2 separate regions of the Bos taurus genome follow, and region 2 is linked to region 1. The links are chromatin contacts, called in public Hi-C maps. All regions are on one chromosome and are shown on one strand. Each heading gives the region's core, a stretch centred on a gene start, on an enhancer-like site or on the middle of the called end of the contact. The rest is flanking DNA. Distances are from core to core; before and after follow the strand shown.

What was found. Hi-C and Micro-C count contacts between places; a contact is called where the count stands out from the background.
Region 2: a contact with region 1 is called in a Hi-C map of liver, with 1.6 times the contacts expected there. The contact joins the promoter of NRP1 here to the enhancer-like site in region 1.

Annotation. Positions count from the first base shown.
Region 1 is chr13:19,050,288-19,053,808 of ARS-UCD2.0, reverse strand. All of the region lies in intron 23 of PARD3 (par-3 family cell polarity regulator), which reads right to left. Among named protein-coding and RNA genes, the nearest start is that of MIR2285AW, 200 kb to the right of the region's middle. Within about 2 kb of position 2,013, at least 9 of the 102 cell types and tissues checked have an H3K27ac peak or open chromatin away from gene starts, as enhancers often do. A contact at or near this core is called in liver, where this site is marked.
Region 2 is chr13:19,633,679-19,637,199 of ARS-UCD2.0, reverse strand. NRP1 (neuropilin 1) reads right to left here and starts at 1,876. Exons shown (of 17, transcript NM_001205660.2): 1 at 1,804-1,876. The coding sequence starts at 1,876.

The DNA of each region.
Region 1 (3,521 bases), core at 764-3,263:
TTTCCTCCACTGTGTGTTTTCTGGGACTGTTCACCTCCAGCCTTATCAGTGGCATATCTCAGTGCATCTGGATGAATCCCAGTAATGAAATTATCATCGAGTGGTATCTGAAAACTTAGAATGAGGGAAGGAGTCTGGAATCAGCAAACTGACAGATTTCATTGTTTGCTTCATTCTGATGAAATACACACCCCAGCCTTGCTATTAATATTTTACTCTCTCTTTTCAGAGTGTGCGAAAGAATAGGTTATTAGAAAGAATCCCCCTTATCTTTAGGATGAAACTTGACTGGGCCACAGATATCCAGGGAGATTGTGTGCATGATGGACCCAGAGCAACAGCGAAAGAAGTTTGTCCTGGCCTGTTCTCTACTTGGGCTGCATCAAAAATAATCGGATTCATGATTTCAATGAAGAGCTCATAAAAATGTGAATTGTGGAAACAGTATTACCACCAGGAACCCTGACTTTAAGACACTGGGGTTTTGTGGTTTCCATCCCAATGGCAGAAGTATAACGAAACGGCAGAAAGAGAAACATCTAGAGTCCAAAATCACAAAAATAAAGACAGAAATGAAGAAAGAGATCATGTGTAACCCCAGAGAGAAGGGCATGTTTTCAGATAAAACAGTAACAGCAACTACAGTGACCAAGTAGCATCTATATGGGGAAACATACAGGCAAAGCACAATGGTAATGATTCTAGAGATTCACCAGATAACAAGACGGCAGCTCTGTTTTAAGAGAGCAAATTATAAATAACCCTGGCCTTGTTTGTGATGAAACTGGTGACAAGAAATGACCTTTTAAGGAAAAAAAATAGCCAAGGTTGCCACGGCCATAATAATGACAGGGGTTGTAAGACAGAAGTAAATACATGATTATCTCTTACACAATATGCTGGAAAACCACAGATACGTGACTCTCTTCACGGCTTATGTTTAAAAACCACCAGTCAAGGCTATGCAGGTTGCTTTTGTAAATGAGCTGCAAAGTACTAGTGTTTATCATGATTACGAAGAGATTTTACTATTTATATTATATTTAAAAATTACATAAAACTTTGAAAGTTCCACAATTTTGGTATTACTCACTAGTGTAGAACAAAATGTGAAAATCTCTTCTGTGTACTATTTCAGTAAATCAAGAAATGCTTCAGCATTAAGTAAAATCATCCTTATTTTTCCAAATTAAAAAAGACAATACATAAAAATAAAAATACAAAGCCCAAACTGTTAATATACTAAAGAAAAAACAAATATACACCCTACAAGTTTCAGAACTGATTAGAACTAGGTGATATTATAAGACTTTTAGAGCTTCATGTAAAAATGTGCCTCATGAATAAAATTCATTAGTTCTATTAACATTTACATAAAGCATTTAATAATTTTAAATACACTAATTTTTCTTCTTATAGATAAGAAAAAGCATGTAAGAATATGTGTGTGTTCTTTTGTATGTATTCACACATATATGTAATAGTCTTATAAGTGATTATTTGGGGTGGGTTTTCTACTTAAACTATGAATAACAAAATTTTCAGCTCTGTAATGACCTAGAGGGATAGATGTGGGGAGGTGGGAGGGAATATGTGTATACATATAGCTGATTCATGTTATTGTACAGCAGATACTAACACAACATTGTAAAGCAATTATACTTCAATTAAAATTTTTTTTTCAAATTTTCACATATGTCCAGGGCATGTAGAGAAAGCAAAAATAAAATACAAAAAGTCTGTGTGCTTTAGATGAAAACCTGTGATGAAGATGCTGACAATGAAGATGACAATAATAACACAAAGAACAATGATATCCCTTGAGATTTAAAGTTCTCATTTTAGTGATTCAAATATACTGTGAACCTAGTATGAATTCCATGTTCTGATAACAAAAGGTCACTGAATCATGTTAAGGGTGTACGTTTTTGACTCTGTTTAAAAGTGGCCATTGCTAACACTGGTAAATGATTTTCTATTGTGGACTTAATTGCCAACTTCTAATCCAAACAAAGTTAACTTCTGTCTCTGGATCCTGTCCTCCCAGCCCTCCTCCCCTCTACCCATCACACACTGTACTGACACAGCTATCGATTGAACTCTGTGGGCTCTGAATGTTGAAAAGCTTAATTGCTACTAATGATGTGAGTAATGGTTGAAAAATGGCAGTGCATACCAATTTCCCTCATCAAGATTTTATAAATATGTGTTTTGGTCTTAACACACTATTTGTCTTCTTCTCATCTTTCCCAACCAGGGCTAGGATCTGGTTTCCTGTCGGAATCAGCAGATAGGTTGAAAATAAAGGAGCAGCCCTCCAGCGTCGCTGATGAGAGGCAGGCAGCCTCATGCACTTCACCACCAGAGGGCTCCTTGGGTATAACAGCCCTCAGGTCATGGGACTCCAAGAAACAGGGCTGCTCTACAGCAGCACAGGGACACCCTTACACGACTCCAGGGCACCCCTTTGCTGCTAGAATGGCTCCCTCCAGGTGGATTTCCAAGGGAGGTGATGGCCACCCAATGTGAACTGGAGTCAAACTCCACACAGTAAGGCTATCAACTAAGAAGGCATTTCCTGAGTCCAGGCGTGGAGGCCTGCTAGGAGGGGATCACAGCAGATGCCTTTAAGTCTTAAGAAAGAGGAAGACAAAAAGAGAACCATCATTTCCTCAAACTCCCCTGGTCCAGGGAAGGCAGTCTAGGGGTGTAGGATGGCTGTGCAGTCTGACCAACCCTCTAATTAAAGCAGGTGAGACACTAAGTGGTAAGAGGAGCCAATAAAAGCCCACGGTAGGGGCGGCCCTGATGGTCCAGTGACTAAGACTCTGTGCACCCAATACACAGGTCCTGGATTCAATCTCCGGTCAGGGAACTAGACCCCACATGCCTTAACTAAAGACCCTGCATGCTGCAACAAAGATCGAAGATCCCAAGTGCTGCAACTAAGACCCGGCATGGCCAAGTAAATAAATAAACATGTAAAATAAAAAATTTCGTTCTTTAAAAACAAAAGTCCAAAGTGGGAAAATGGAGAAAGGAGCAGGTTTGGTTTTGTTTAAGGACAGACAGCTAGGAAGCAAGCTTGGGGGAGAAGAGGATTTTCACATTATGGAGGATCAATTTTCTATCTGAAGGACTAAACTACTTTCAGTCCCTACCCACCCAGGATGGAAGGGATTTAGCAATAGAGCTATTAAAGGCTCCATTATCCCATCCATCAGCCGTCTCAGTCAGTGAGTCTGCTGCGGGCAACAGTCAGGTATCTGCAAAGTTTTAACAGCATACTGTACTTAGGTCTGCAGTCTGCAATTCAATTCTTTTAAAAGCAACACACTAAGTCCTGTCCATATCTGAGCTCTGGGATAATAACCCTAACCTCAGCTATTGTGCCATTCTCTTAACAAAGATTTAAAGCAACTTGCTGCTTTATTTATGCTGCACCTGGCACTTGGTGGGGAAGAAGTTGCTTTTCCTGCTTCTTCTTCTTTTACTCAACTTGGGAGATAACTCACTTCAAT
Region 2 (3,521 bases), core at 627-3,126, 580 kb before region 1:
AGCTCTGTACAAACATCATGGCAGTGTCTGGCATCTGTTAAGGAGTGAAATAAAACAGCACTGCTTGTAGCCACTCGACAGAGTCACTTCAGAAGACATTTAGGTGGACTCAGTACCACACCAGAGCTCTTTAATCTGTGACTTCTGAGAAAGTGACAGTGTAATAAGATAATGTGGACTCCTAGACTCCCTGGCTCTGTTAAATCTCTCTAACACTTGATTAAGAACGAGCAGTTTCTAATGATTCTGGACCATTAGTCCTAAATAAGGTTAATGAATTAATTTAGCAGACACTGGTACTCCGAGGAGGTGGACATGGCTGGGAAAGGTCTGCTGAGCTAGAGGCATTAACTGGCTTTGGTCACTGTTAAGTATAGCAACATAGGTTTAACCAGTCAAGTCATTGACTGCAGCTTAGGGTCTCAGCATTCCCCAGATTTCTGCTAAGAAAATTGGGAAGTATGTATATCTCTCATGTATGTATACACACACACACATGCACACACACACACACAGACATACATATGGAGTTCACAGCCTAAAGTCTGAAAGCTATTGGCATTGGATTTCAAATCCATCCTATGAACACCCGCCACCGTGGAAGCAGATGTTGGGTTACTGTAATTTCTAAAGTCTAACCACTGGAGCTCTTTCAATTGGAGGTGAGTGTTATTTCATTCTCTGCCAGACTAGAGAAGGATGCCATCGTCTGAGGTTCATTAATAAATTGAACTCTACATTCACAATTGTGTGTGTTTTGCTTCCAAGCATATCTTTTAGAACACTGCTTGGTAGCTGCTCGGGAAATCTATTGCTTCAATCACGAAACCTCTAAAAAGCATATTAGAGAGATTAACGCCCATCATAAAGATGTGATTTAAATTCCTCTCGGTATGAACTCCTCCACTTGTGGTCTCTTATTAAAACAATATACCACCGGTAAGTAGCGGATGGGCTCTCGTTCTAATTACTCTGATTGAAATCTAAGCCAGGCTAAAGTAAATATTTGATAATTAGTTAATAATAATTGCTGAAGACTTACTGTAAAGATAATGTCACCCGCCCCCTTGCTTCCACCTACTTTACAGTGTAAGTCGAACATGCCTACAACCAGATCCCATTTTAAAACACACTATTTACGTTACAGGATACTGCTTCTAACCCAGCACGGTCTTCCATTTACTTAACACTGAGAGGTTTTAAAAGCTAAGTGGAAGCTGCAACTAGGTTAGGGGATTTTCACATATCCTGGTGCCTTACAGCGTGTGTATCAGATTCCTTTATTGACGCGATATAACTTTCATTCATACTCCAGACGGAGCAGGGCTGGTTTGGAAAAGCGGAGGAGGGACTAACACCCACCCGCAAACCGCTATCTCCTGCGGGCACCCACCACAGGAATCAGTTCGGGGGAGCTGTCGGAGAATCAGGAAGTGCTCCCGGTAAAGTGTTCATTAACTTTCAACAGCCATCATATTTTTGAAAGGGAGTCTCCTCTAATTGCCTTGGGGAGGAAACATTATTAAGATAATTGGTGCGCTGATCTGGGAAGGTAGGGCGCTCTGCCTTGTAGCAGAGGTGGGAAATACCCCATGGCCAAACAACCAACTTCAGGAGGGAGTCAGAGGACGTGAAATCTCCCTGCCCTACCTACAACGACTGATCTTACTTCTTGATTTCTGCGTCTGGCTAAAAGTTTCCTTCACCGGGAGGCGGCTCTCCCCGGTAGGTCCCGGCAGCTGGGCGCGGGCAGCCGGGAACCGGGTTCACCCCCGCGGCCGCGCGCCTCCGCCTGTCACTTACCGTTGCGAAAAGCGCCGGCCGCGCCGAGGACCAGGGCTAGCGCGGCGCACAGGAGCTGCAGCCCCTTCTCCATCCTCCCTTCGCCGGGTCTCCGGGGCGAACGCGGGAGAACCGAACGTGCGGGGAAAACAGAGCACCGGGGCGATCTCCACGATCCGGAGCGCTTTCACTCCTCCCGGAGCTGTAAAATCCTCAGACCGTTTTGGAGAAAGAAAAGCGGCGAGGCAATGCCTTGATCCGAGAGAAACGCTCCTCTTTTTGTGTCTCAAGTCGCCTGCATCCTGTCATTTAGCTCCGGTTTCCTCTCTCTTTTCCCACACTTGTTCCTCTTCCAGGAGCCGCTGCCCGGGCCATGTCTCAAAAAAAAAAAAAAAAGGTGGGGGTGTGGGAGGGGGAGGAGGGACGTAGAGACACACCAACGCCAATTTCCAGAAAGAAAGAAAAAAAAAATTCGGCTTGATTCTGGACCCGTTGGGGCCGGGGAGCTGGCGCCCAAGGGAGGTCGGGGTGTCTGCGCGAAGAAGAGGAGCAAGCAATGAAAAGATGAGCGGGAGACGGAGGAGTTTCACCAACTGCACCCCCGCCTCCCCCACCGCCTCCTCCCCTCCCCTTCTGGAGCCCTTCCCTCGCTTCCCCCCGCCCCTCTCCCCGCACAGGCTCGCCGGCGACTGCCTGACAGAGACGGGGAGGAACAAGTTTCTCTCCCTGAACGTTCCCCGTCCGTCTGTCCGTCTCTCCCACAGGCCCTGCTGGGATCTTCCCCGGCAGGGAGGCGCCGAGACTCCGTGCCCAGGGCCGGGTGGCGGATGTGTTTGGGGGGGAACCGGTCGTCGAGGTCGGTGGCAGCGCCAGGGTCGGGCTAGCCCACCTCGGCATGCTCGCTCGGGCCCCCGGGGGAGAGCGGGGCAGTTCCGCTAGGATTTTGGGGGGTCGGCTGCCGGAGACAGGCAGCGCGCCCGGGAGGTGGCGGCTGCTTCTCCCAACTCCGAAACCCCCGGGAGGAGCCCAAGGCGTGACCTAGGGTCGTGACCTGGGGCAGGAGCAGCAGGGCGCCCCTGGACGTTGCGGGTCAGGCCCGAAGGGAAGGAGGAAAGGGGCTGGGGTTGGGGACGCACCCCGGAGCCGGGCGAGGGTCGGAAGTGTCGCTGCCACGTAGAGCCGAGTCAGTAGACTCACGCGGACTATGCTGTGCTGCAGCCCCGCCCGGCCTCCCTGCCCCGTATCGGGGCGCGCTGCTGGGCGCCTGGCGAGCCCGGGTGTGCGCCGCGCGCCGCGGGCTCCATTGTTGCCGAAGATCTGGTGTCCTCTCCTCCCGGCCAGAGGGGACGCCGGAGGGTGGAAGGTGGTGAGCCTTCCAGCTAGGGGGCAGTCGTCGCCCGACCCCGCCCAGCCACCTCATTCGGAGCCCAGGTGCTCGGGGTTTGGAAATGAGGGGTCCAGCGGTCGGGGCTCCTGTGCATCACTGGGGAGCAGGAACAGTGGCGGGGGTGGGGTGTTGCTCTTGGCCGGGCTCTCACGGTGCCCGCTCCGGCTACAGGCCGTTGTCACGCCGGCCCACCCCCGCCTCCCACGGCAGCGCGTCCTCAGTGGGCTCTGGATGCCCCCCAGTTCGGTCCCCGAAGGGTTTTCCGGGAACTGGTGCAGAAAGCCTCTGCAGATAGGAATAGCAAGGACATTTCAGGGAACAAACAGGTTTTGGCTGCGAATCAGGCCCTTGA